Regions from separate parts of the Oryctolagus cuniculus genome. Here region 2 is linked to region 1. A link is a contact called in public Micro-C data. All regions are on one chromosome and are shown on one strand. The core of a region is the stretch at or near the end of the contact, and the rest is flanking DNA. Distances in the headings are between cores, read along the strand shown.

Region 1 (5,819 bases), core at 92-2,591:
AACAAAAAATGTTTTTCAGGCCATTAATTAACTCCTACCTACAGAGAATCTATTTGTAATTCTTATACAAGGGCACATAAACCACATATTACTTTTGCAGAGCAAGTTTTGTTCACTTTTGTGCTTCTAATTTCTCTTCAACAGGATGACATCTCTTAGCCTAAATCATCATCCTGGAACTGACAAGAATAAAAAATAAGCTAACAAGTATCAATTTTACCAAAAGTTCACTTTGCCAGAATTCTGTGTTAGCACTTGCTACTTCTTTTAAAGGGTGAAAACTGGCAAGGCTCTTCTTTAAACATGAACTAAAAGCAAATGAGATCCCAATCACAAAGCACTTCCCAAGTTTACTGTTAAACTTACTTTAAAAATAGACTTGAAAATTCCTTGGAAATATATATGTATATTTCCAGATAAGGGAACATTCGGAAAACTGCTAACAGTGAGAGCCTTGCAGTACATTTTGCTGGCATTAATCAGACTTTGCACTGATAAAGAAAACCTTGTATCAGGATGACAAAACCTCGAAACAGGCTCAGACTGCGAGCTTCGGAAAGCCTCCCCATTACACCTGTGGAAGCACTTCCTGTTCTCCAACGCTGTTGAAAGGTAGTTTAGTAAACGTCCCATAAGCCACGATTTAGAAGGTAAACATTAACTTCAGACACCCAGAAACCACCAAGCCCAAGATTCTCACGAATCCAAAGGGTCTATTAACCCTCCTGAATCCCTTAAAAAAGCTGTGCGTGCGGAGAGGCAACGTGACTTGGAAAGTGAGGGGCGGCGGGCGCCCAGCAAGCAATGGATATTTTCAGTGCCCCACTGCACCAAGCGACCTCAGCAGGACTCGGATTCGGCCCCATCCCCGCCCTCCCACACGGCAGCAATAACAACCACGACCCAGTAAGTGCAGCACCTCCTCCCTGCTCGCGCGCCTGCAGCCTGCCCAGAGGCATCTCTGCCAGGGCCCGGGCGCAGCGGCACGGGGCTGGAGGGCTGCGTGACCTCGGGCGCCTTAGCTGCCCGGCTCCGAGCCTAGGGTCGCACGGAGCGACAGGGCGTGGAGGAGGTGGCGGGACGGCAGCCGGGAAGCCGAGGTCTGGGGCTGGAAAGAGAGTGTCCCAGCCAGGCCCTTGGGGGTCGCAGGTCGCCGGATCTCCACCCAGGGATTAGTTTCGAAGACTTACCTGGAGCTCTCCCCTCCCAGCGCGAGGAGCTTGCGGTCCAGGTAGAGAAATACGGCCCTTCCACTCCCACAGGGTCACCTCCCGCTGACCCGGCTCCGCTTCACGCCGACACCCAACACACACACACACCAACAGCTGCCACCGCGCCGAGGCTCACCGGGAACTGGAGCAGCGGCGGCTGCTCTCCGCCGCCCAGAGCCCGACCCCGCGCGCGGAGCATGCGCACACGCCCCAATGCCCAGGGGCCAGTCAGGGCACTGACACCTGCGATCAACAGGTCCCTGGGGCCCCGCCCCTCTCTCCGCCTCGCGCTCGCCACGCCCCCTCGGGGCAGGCCCCGCCTTCACGCTCACCGAGCGCACCCCGCCCCCGCACGCGAATTCCCGGCTTGCGGGACCTGCGGAACTCTATTCCCGCGGGGGTTCGATGGGGCGCTGGATCGTTTGGCTTGCCGGGGAGGCGCGAGATCCCGCGAGAGCAGGACCGAGGACGTGCCCCCAAAGCGGGAGCCCAGCGCCGTGGCGGAGTTGTTGCGAGGGAAAGTGGCTGGGGCTCGTTCCCGCGGTGGCGAGACCGAGGGGCCGGTTGGTTGCTCCAGCGGCGGTGACTGCTCGGCTGCCGTTGGCCGTGTACTCGGTATTTTCTCAACTCGGGATCCTGGTCCGCCAAGGACCGGGCTTAGGATTAGGTGTTGTTCCCTAAGAGAGAGAACGATGTATACTGCTTGGCGTCAAAACCCCGTGCGGATACGCAGTTCCCTTTGGCTTTCTGTGAGTCACGACGGTCTGTTTGCAGTTAAATGGCTTCCTTGGGCAAGAAAGTATACTCCCCAACTGCTTGGGATTCGTGACCAATAATAACATAAAAGCGTTAGCAAGCGTGTTGACCCGGTTAATGGTTAATTGTCAGGAAAATGTAACTGCCTCCCTACCGTGCTCTCCAACAGGTTTTAAGTTACAAAGCTGCTGGAATACAGCTTCACTTTGGGATGTTTTGAGTTTCGGGTTTTTGTTTTTGTTTGTTTGTTCCTTAGGAATTGTAGTGAATAAGAGCCTTCCACCATCATTGGTATCCCGATCGATGTCTCTAAGTACTTAAAGAGTTTGGAACGCAGTCTAAAGCCGATGCAAGTGGAACATAAGGATTATAAAAAGGGATTTACTTAAACTCATGCGTAACCATAAGAGCTTAAGAAAATAGGATTGGAAAAATCGTTGGAGGTTGGTCTGGGCGACAAATACGACCGGTTTAGAGTGCTTGAAGCTGAATCAATGTGAATTTATTGAACATTTAACATGTTCTGTTCACTGAATTAGGCATCAAAAGAAATACAATGCAATGAAATTATGCCGTGGTTCCTGCCTTCAGGATACTAAAAATCCTTGAACGGAGAGAAAAAGAACATGCTGCATTTTAAAACACCATTTTAATAACACCATGAAACCGCTCTTCATTTCTTAGTACCATTTCCTCCTGGTTCTGCCACCACCTCCCTGATGTACTTTACATGTCTCTCTTCCTCTGTGTTCCCCAGCACCCCGTTTTCTTATGTGTTTTTGTTGCTTGGTTTACTACTCATGTCTCCTTGAGCAATCTCTTCTCTGTCATAGACTTACCTATTCCGGTATCCTGTGAACCATGAATTAAAGAAGTGAGTGTTAAGGTTATACCCTCTAAGCAATAGCATCTTTATTTTCATTTCACACAAATGCCTTAAATATATCCCAAGATGGTGTGGGCATCTTTACCATTAAGTTACTTCTGATGTCATATCTTTCCCCACCCTTCTGAAATCTAGGCCATTTCTATTTCCTATTTCAAATGGTGGTACCCAACTGTCCAAGTCAGAAATCCATGCATATCCCCATGTTACTTTTTCTTCCATTCCTCTATCCTACTAAGTTTTATTGAGTCTTATCTCAAGTAAATCTCAAATCACGGCTTTTAATCTCCACTCTGTCTTATTCCTTCAGGTAATCATCAGTTCTTATGACTTATCTCCCAATATCCATGCAATAGCCTCTACTTAGTTCCCACTCCAATCCAAACTCCATTCTATTGGCAACCTTTCAAACTCCAAAGTGTGATTAAGATTCTCCTCTGCTAAGAATTGTTTACATTCCCCCATCGTAATCTGGCTCCAGACTGTGAACCTCATCTGCCACTCTGCCCCCATTCACGCCAATCTAAATTCTTTGCCTTTCTGTGATCCTACTAGGCCCTCTCGAGTTCCTTCAGGTCTCAATTGACTGTGTATGTCCTCCATAGATCCTTTGATAACTTTCTGAGATGGACTTGTCCTTCCTTCACCCTTTTTGGACTTAACTTCCTTTGTAACAATTGCCTTGTGCCATGATTATTTCTCTGCAGATATAACTGATACAGCCACCCTCACCTCTACTTTTAAGAAATTATTTGAACTGTGTATAATATAGGCCATGCTCCCTCCCTTCCTCATTGAGAGATGACAGAAGAATAACTTTGAGTTCACCTTGCTCAAGAATTTGACTATACATTTTTTAAATCATATAATTTCAAACCTTTTACCAGTTCTTGGCGTATATCAGTATTCTTTTAAAGGTACATTTTACTTATTTGAAAGGCAGAGTTACAGAAAGAGAGGGAGAGACAAACACAGAGATGGGGGGAGGGAGAAGTAGGGGGAGATTAATTCCATACAGTAGTTCACTCCCCCAAAATGGCTGAAACGGCTGGTCTGAAGCCAGGAGCCTGAAACTTCATCATGGTCTCCCACATGGGTTGCAGTGGCCCAAGTATTTGGCCATCTTCCACTGCTTTCCCAGCTGCATTAGCAGGGAGCTGACTAGCCAGGACTTGAACCGGTGCTCATATGGGATGCCAGTGTTGCAGGTGGCAGCTTAATGCATTGTACCACAACCTAGCCCCAATACTGACTTTTAAATGATAGATTTATAGTTGATCCCACTGTAAGCACCAAGAGAGCAAAGCCTGAAGATGGAACAAAAGAAAAGAAAATTGACCCTACATCACGTAACAGGTCAGGAGATGCCCCTAGAAACATATGCAGTCCAGGAGATCACCACACAGATTTAGAAGTATTGTCTCTCAGAATTACTGTTTGTCCTTGAGGGATATCTGCACCTCACACAGACAGCAGTCATGAAAGGGAGAAGGCTCAGACTATCTGAGAATACCCTAGATTGTCAGCTGAGTTCCAAAGTCTCACATTGTCAGCATCAGCACAGCTATATATCTTACTGTCATTCTGGATTGGCTGCAACTTATACTTGGGGAAATGTAGTGTCATGTGGCTAGATTCACCCTACCAGTGTTGACTGGTATGAGTAGCAGTATTCTGTCCTGAGGAGCAGTGATCCAGTCGCTCCAGGAGGAAATCAACAGCTAAAGGCGGGGCAGACCATGACTGAATTGGGTGTGGTAGGTTGAAATACAGCCTGGAGAAGTAGTAGCTGACTGAGTGACTCAGGCTGTGATACCAGACAAATTCCTTCCTTCCTACTTGCCTAAATGAGGACTCACAAAAGTTATTTCCTTACTAAACTCCTAGAGAGCAGGAGCTGTATTTGTTTCACTGTATGTCCAGGACATAGCACAGTGCCTGTCATGGATAATAAACAAATATGTATTCTGTGGATGGGATAAAAAATTGGAACAGTTACTGATTTTTTAGAGACCAGAACCACCTATGAGGGCCAGAATTGTTGGCAAGGATTGTTGTGGAAGACTAAGTATGAGCTTCAGCTTGGAAGGTTCATAGGTAAGTGTTTTTGATGTCATTGAAGAAGAATATGACTGTGAAAAGAGCAAAGTTTTAAAAACAGGAATAAACAAGGCCCGTGTTGTGGCACAGTGGGTAAAAGTCCCGGCCTACAGTGCCAGCATCCCATATGGGTGCAGGTTCAAGTCCTGGTTGCTCCACTCCTGATCCAGTCCTCTGCTGCGGCCTAGGAAAGCAGCGGAGGATGGCCCAAGTCCTTGGGCCCTACACCCATGTGGGAGACCTGGAAGAAGCTCTTGGCTCCTAGCTTCGGCTTGGTTCAGCCCTGGTCGTTGGGGCCATCAGGGAGTGAACCAATGGATGGAAGACCTCTCTCTATTTCTTCCTCTGTGACTCTGTCTTCAATAAATAAAATAAATCTTAGAACAGGAAGCACAAGACCAGTACAGGGCTATAATGGAAATCTTTTATATATTCTTAAACAGGACAATTCAGCGGGAGTAGATACCAAGAATTGTAGAGGAGAGTATAGCCGGAAAAGAAGAGAAACCTTCAGGCTGTGATCCAACCTAAAAAAAATCTCACAGCCACTCCCTCCTTGACACACTCACATCCCCACTTATGTAACATCATCTCTCATGGCTTTCTTCTTCCCTCATCAGATGTTCCTTCTCCATCTACTTTTGCACTTTTTAATCTTCTTTAGATGATTATGTGCCTTATGCATGATCCTGAGATATCATTTATCTTCATGGCTTTAAATCCATTTCCTACATAGCCCTCAAAGCAGCCTATGAAAATTATAAACCTATTACTCCCAGCTAAAATTGTTCAGTGCCTTACCATTTTCATAGAATAAGATCCAAAATTCTTGCCAAGGCCTCCAGGTCTCGGAATGATCTGCCCTT
Region 2 (6,197 bases), core at 1,023-3,522, 140 kb after region 1:
TTTCAAAACTCTCCTTGATCCTAGATCCCCAAATAAGAATGTTTTGCTTACTGCCAGAGAGATTTAAGTTAGTGATTAGAAAGGCCAACTTTGATTGACAATAACTGCAGCCAAGGGAAGGCATAACAATCCCTTTTGCCAGAGATCAGAAAGAGCAGCAAGGAACTTGCGACAGTCCCTTATTCTAATGATTAACCTGTGTCTTTCTGTTTCTGGAAATATTTATGCTCGTCGTTGATTAGAGGCAGGGGTCAGACATCAAACACATCTCAAGGTCTTTTTCGTTCTTCTGCTTAAGAAAAAGCACATGCAAAGCAAATTACAACGCAACAAGCTTGAGAAGCACCTTCAGAGCCGGGAAGAGTTTGCTGCCCTCTCCTGGATGTTTGAAAACGCAGCAAGATGTGCGCTCCAGGGCCTGTTCCTCCCGCTTCAGACAAGGCACCAGCAGCCGGCAGTTTGCAAGCCTGGCTGGCCCGGACCAGGCGAGCAGAATAGAATAAAGCTGACTTAGTGTTTTTGGCATTAGGAAAGGACTTTCCTTAGTGTGGTTCACAACCCATTAGTAGCAGAATCACCTGGGGTGTAGAAGGGTACTTCAAAACATGCATGAGAAGATGGAACTAAACGATAAGCTTAATTTTCTTCTCCCCCACCCCCCAAAGTGAAGTCCATGCTTATGTTTTTCATAATATGCATTTTCCATGAATGTTTGAAGACCTTCATGTATTATAAAAAATAAAGAATTCCTGATCCCCAACCAGATCCAGTGACTCGGAGTCTCTAAGATGGAGCCGGGGGAATCTAAACTTCTGCCTGGGAACAAAAGTTGTAAAACTGCATTAGAACACTTTGGCGAGGCCAGCGGGGGCCGGTGCTGTAGCGCAGTGGGTTAACGCCCTGGCCTGAAGCGCCGGCATCCCATATGGGCACCAGTTCAAGACCCGGCTGCTTCACTTCCAATCCAGCTCCCTGCTATGGCCTGGGAAAGCAGTAGAAGATGGCCCAGGTCCTTGGGCCCCTGCACCCTCATGGGAGACTAAGAAGCTCCTGGCTCCTGGCTTTGGATCGGTGCAGCTCTGGCCATTGCAGCCACTTGGGGAGTGAACCATTGGATGGAAGACCTCTCTCTCTCTCTCTTCACCTCTCCTCTCTCTATGTAAATCTGACTTGCAAATAAATAAATAAACTTAAAAAAAAAAAAAACACTATGGAGACGATAGTTTGCTCAAGCAAATGTTATGTATATAAAGAAGTTGTATTAGTTCAGAGCACAGGCTTCAGTCCCAGCTGTTCCACTTCTGATCCAGCTCCCTGCTAATGCACCTGGGAAAGCAGCAGAGGACTGTCCAGGTGCTCGGGCCTCTGCAGCCCATGTGGGAGACCTGGATAGAGTACCAGGCACCTGATTTGGCCTGGCTGGGCCCCAAGTGTTGCAGTCATTTGGAGAATGAACCATTATATGGAAGATCTCTCTCTCTCTCTGTCACTCCGCCTTTCAAATAAATAAATAAATAAATCCTAAAAACAAACCAGACAAAAAAATACAACTGTGGGAAGATTGCTCTGGTACCTGAAATAAATCCTTTATTTTCTATCAACCTAACCTATTCCTTAGTGATTCTTAGCTCCAGAGGATGGTTTTGTGGACTTTACCCATTTGAGATACTCTAGAAGAAAAAGGACCAAAAGGTCTCCAAAGCAAGAAAAAGCCATACTTTTGTTTTGAGATGAAATTAAGTAGCACAAAAGGGAAACTAAATTAATTGTGCTCAAAACAAACAGTATTTTGGATTTGGATGAAATTTTCAGTCTCAGCTTGTTTTGATTTTGTTTTTTCCCTCAAGTTCAGTCCCAACTTCTGCTCATGACTCAGAAGGATTCTAGAAGTACCAGAAAAGCCACAAAAATTCCCCGGGTTTGAAAGGCAGCTGGAATGTCAAGTTCCTCCCTCCATCGGTCACTCTGCTTTGAATTGTTTTTCATCACTGGCCTGTGAGCTCGGAGTTTGCTCTGTTCAGGCGGAGGGTTCACTCTGTTTTTGGAAAGTGATCACGCTTCTCAGGCAAGGGGATCAATTACTCTCAACAGGCCAGGCTCCTGACCCTTTGTCCTAGGACAGAGTTGGAGAGGAGGGAGAAGGACAGCTGTGCGCTGTGCCCGCACAGGTCAGCCACTTCTGTGAGAGCCCAACTGTCGCAGGTCTGAAGTGGGGTAGGCTCAGCGACAGGGTTGCCAACTGTTCCACTTTCTGTGCGCCGGGCCTATTTAGGCTTCAGCTATCCTACTAGGATCTTACTTCAGGCTACCAACTACCCTATTTTGAGAATATGTTTGATTTATAAGCATTTCCCCAGGACAGTTCTTTTTAAATTGCTAAATACAATACATTTGTTCTAGGTAATATTGATACTTTCAGTTGCACACTGTCTTCATGGTGGAGTCTCTCAGCTGATGCTTTTTTTTTTTTAACTAGCAACCCATCTATTGTTCATGGCATGCCCTTTACATTAATAGCAAACATTTGCTATTTGCTGAATACTCTCTCTGTGCCAGGTGCTGTTCCACACACGTAACTCAGATGGACTCATTTCATGTTCACAACAGCTTGGTGGTGCACCTATCACTGTTCCTAATTCACAGCTGAGCTACTGGGGCACAGAGCAGCTGGATTTTTTTTCTTTTCTTTCTTTTTCTTTTTTTTCTTTTTTTCTTTTCTTTTTTTTTTTTTTTTGACAGGCAGAGTGGACAGTGAGAGAGACAGAGAGAAAGGTCTTCCTTTACCGTTGGTTCATCCTCCAATGGCCGCTGCGGCCGGCGCGCCACGGCCAGCGCACCGCGCTGATCCAAAGCCAGGAGCCAGGTGCTTCCTCCTGGTCTCCCATGGGGTGCAGGGCCCAAGGACTTGGGCCATCCTCCACTGCACTCCCGGGCCACAGCAGAGAGCTGGCCTGGAAGAGGGGCAACTGGGACAGAATCCAGTGCCCCAACGGGGACTAGAACCCGGGTGCTGCAGGCAGAGGATTAGCCTAGTGAGCCACAGCGCCGGCCACAGCTGGATCTTTTACCAAAGGTCTCCCAACTAGCAAGAAGCAGGCCTGGCAATAAAGACACAGGCAATTTGGCCTCAGGGCTCACACTCTACCGGCTATAGAAATAGGCCCCTGTGTGTTTAGTGTTCACATGCATTTCTCACCTGATCATACATGAAGTTCATTTAAGAAATGGTTACCTTCTGCTTCTCCTAAACCAAATCCCATCTTTTTCTTTTTAATTAAAAAATTGGGGGAATATTTTTCCACATTATTGTGACTAAAATTTGATAGATTTTTCTCATCGTCATTCTATTTTTCCTTAATTTGCATGGCATAAAATTATCACAGCTCTGGTAATATATGATGTTAGGTGGCTGGATAAAGTGGGTGTCTGAGCAAATAGGTCAAAGGAAATGAAAGCTACAGCTTACCTACAGTGTACCCTACTTGAAAGTGCCTATGGTTGGAGCTACCAAACTAAGACTTTTCAGCATGTCTTACTCTGAGTTAGAAGGTTCAAAGTCACTTTCGAGCTATTTCACACTTTACTAATTTTGCAGTGTCTGAGAAAGTTAACGCTCGGACTTGGTGTGGCCCTTGATTTGTTCTCCACCATCACTCCCTAATTAGGGGCTCAATGAATTTAAGGCCATGAAGGTCAACAAATACTCATCTAAAGGGTTTTTACATTAATCCACGTGCTCACATCTTTTTTTACCTTCAAGTTAGTGAAGCGGATGTTCAAAACCCTAAGTTTAGAAGGCGTTACACTAGCTCCCCAGGAGATGGGTTCAAAATAACAACGAAACAGAGTTTAAGGGGAAACAAAGATTGGAAAGCACACGATGTGTAAAAATGTCCTTGCTGGGAAGCAGTTGACAGAAATAACTGTTGAGAAATCCTCCAGTGAGGGCACTGTGGGACAGGAAGGGTGTGCTGCCTCCTGCACATCCAGGTGCCTGCTAGCTCCCCAGCTGTAAGACAGCAGTGGAGGCAAGGTCAAGATAGCTGAGAATATGTGCTTCCCTCAGCATTACTCTGTGCGGGCTTATTCTTACCACAATGCCTCAAGTCACTATGGCTTTGTAGCCGGCCAAGCTGAGTGCTAATTGACTGCTTAACAGGAAAGCTGCCTGGATTCCATTTAGTCTGAATGGCATAGAGCCAGGGGAACATTTCCCTTTCTGTAGACTTAAGATTTTGAATAGGGCCGGTGCTGTGGTGCAGCAGGTTAAAGCCCTGGCCTGAAGCGCCGGCATCCCCTATGGGCGCCAGTTCTAGTCCCAGCTGCTCCACTTCCGATCCAGCTCTCTGCTATGGCCTGGGAAAGTAGTAGAAGATGGCCCAAGTGCTTGGGCCCCTGCACCCACGTGGGAGACTTGGAAGAAACTTCTGGCTTCTGGCTTCGGATCAGCACAGCTCCAGCTGTTGTGGCCAACTGGGGAGTGAACCATCAGGTGGAAGATCTCTCTCTGTCTTTACCTCTCTCTGTAACCCTTTCAAATAAATAAAATAAATCTTAAAAAAAAAAAAAAGATTTTGCTTGAGTTTTCTAAGTTCTATTCCTCTCCACTTCCAGACCCTGGATATCACCGATTCATCCTGAAATTTAAAAAAATGAGGGACTTTTGGGAGCTCATTCCAAATCACTGTTAAATTCATCTTTTCAACTTAGAAAATAGATGCTTCCTCAGATCGCTTTCCACTCCAACATGCTGTCAGAGCAAGTGAGTTTACGAGCAATCTTAGGAAAGGGGGGGTCCTTCCTACTGTCACTCAGTGTGGTCAAAGTCATCAACAAAGCAAACACAGAACTCTCGTGGTAGCTCAGTCCGGCAACTCAACAGTGAAGAAGTTTCAGGAAGCGGGATTACAGAGGGTCTAACAAGGCTGGAAACCAGGCGGTACCCTAGGAAGTATGGCTTGGATGTCACACAAAAGTCTAAGCCTAACCTCATCTGCTACTTATATATTGCTTAGTAATTGTTAGGCAAGTAGCTTAGATTCTTTTAACTCTTTATACCTTTCTGTAAAACTGGAGTAATATCTTTCTTTTCAGCATAATTCTGAGAAATGAAATCACAGTGCAAAATTAAAAATGCAGGTTGCAGAGCTGGCGCTGTGGCGTAGTTGGTAATGTCTTGGCTGCTCCACTTCCTATCCATCTCCCTGCTAATGTGCCTGAAAAAGCAAAGGAAGATGACTCAAGTACTTGGACCCCTGTACCCACATGGGAGACATAGATGAAGCTCCTGGCTCCTGGCTTCCTATCTGCCAAGCTTTGGCCATTGCAGCCATTTGGGGCGTGAAGCAGTGGAAGATCTTGCTCTCTTTCAAATAAATAGATAAATATGTATTTAAAACTGCATGTTGCATACTAAATCCAGGGTTCATACTTAATATTGTATGACTGTATGAGCAAGTTATTCAGTGTCATTGTACTTAGAATCCCATTTCTAATCAGGAAAATGGGGATAGTAATGATTCCTATTTCATGAGGACCATTGATAAAAAGCAGTGATCTATGAAAGATACTTTGGCACAATCTGGGGCTAGATTTGAGCTCACTTTAGGTACTTATTATTATGTGAAATATTTAACACAGTTCTCAGCATACAATAGAAAATTAATACAAGAGCTCCCCAAACCCACCTCTTATCTTTTCCTCAGTCCTCGTGAGGTTGCTTGAATTACTGTCACAGCTTCCTTCCCACCCATGTCATCCTGACTTGGACCCAAAAGCTTGGCTCAGGTCTGTTGGATGGCCTTACAAAGAGATTATTCCACTAAATAAAACTACCAAAGATGCCCTGACTTCTAAAATGTATCCGGAAGACAACAAAAAACAATGTGCTTTTTTTTTTTAGGTACTTTCGAGAACATTTTTCTGTTTATTCCTAGAATGTGCATCTCTTGTTTTTAAAATTTCTTTCATGAAGAAACCATTCATTAATAGTTGTTAAAAGGCACAAGAAGTAGGAGCAGTGAACACAGATTTCTCCATGGCCGCTTGAGCACTATTATTTTGAGTATTATTGTCAGGTAGAGGAAGGAGAGTACTCTGGAAGCAGGGTCTTTGTGCTCTTTGGATGAAGGATCTTGAATTTGTTTCATCAGTCATGAAGCACATGTACCTAAGATAAATACATCAAGAATGATAAA

What was found. Hi-C and Micro-C count contacts between places; a contact is called where the count stands out from the background.
Region 2: a contact with region 1 is called in a Micro-C map of ear pinna, with 2.7 times the contacts expected there. The contact joins the enhancer-like site here to the promoter of USP53 in region 1. A contact is called at or near these places in 2 of 6 Hi-C or Micro-C datasets (ear pinna and psoas muscle).

What each region holds. Positions count from the first base shown.
Region 1 is chr8:45,981,828-45,987,646 of mOryCun1.1, forward strand. It overlaps USP53 (ubiquitin specific peptidase 53), which reads right to left and starts at 1,342. Exons shown (of 15, transcript XM_051820277.2): 1 at 1,191-1,342.
Region 2 is chr8:46,121,594-46,127,790 of mOryCun1.1, forward strand. All of the region lies in intron 6 of SYNPO2 (synaptopodin 2), which reads right to left. It overlaps LOC103350837 (a long non-coding RNA gene), which reads left to right. Exons shown (of 2, transcript XR_518699.4): 2 at 299-1,797. Among named protein-coding and RNA genes, the nearest start is that of MYOZ2, 80 kb to the left of the region's middle. Within about 2 kb of position 2,273, at least 2 of the 8 cell types and tissues checked have an H3K27ac peak or open chromatin away from gene starts, as enhancers often do. A contact at or near this core is called in ear pinna, where this site is marked.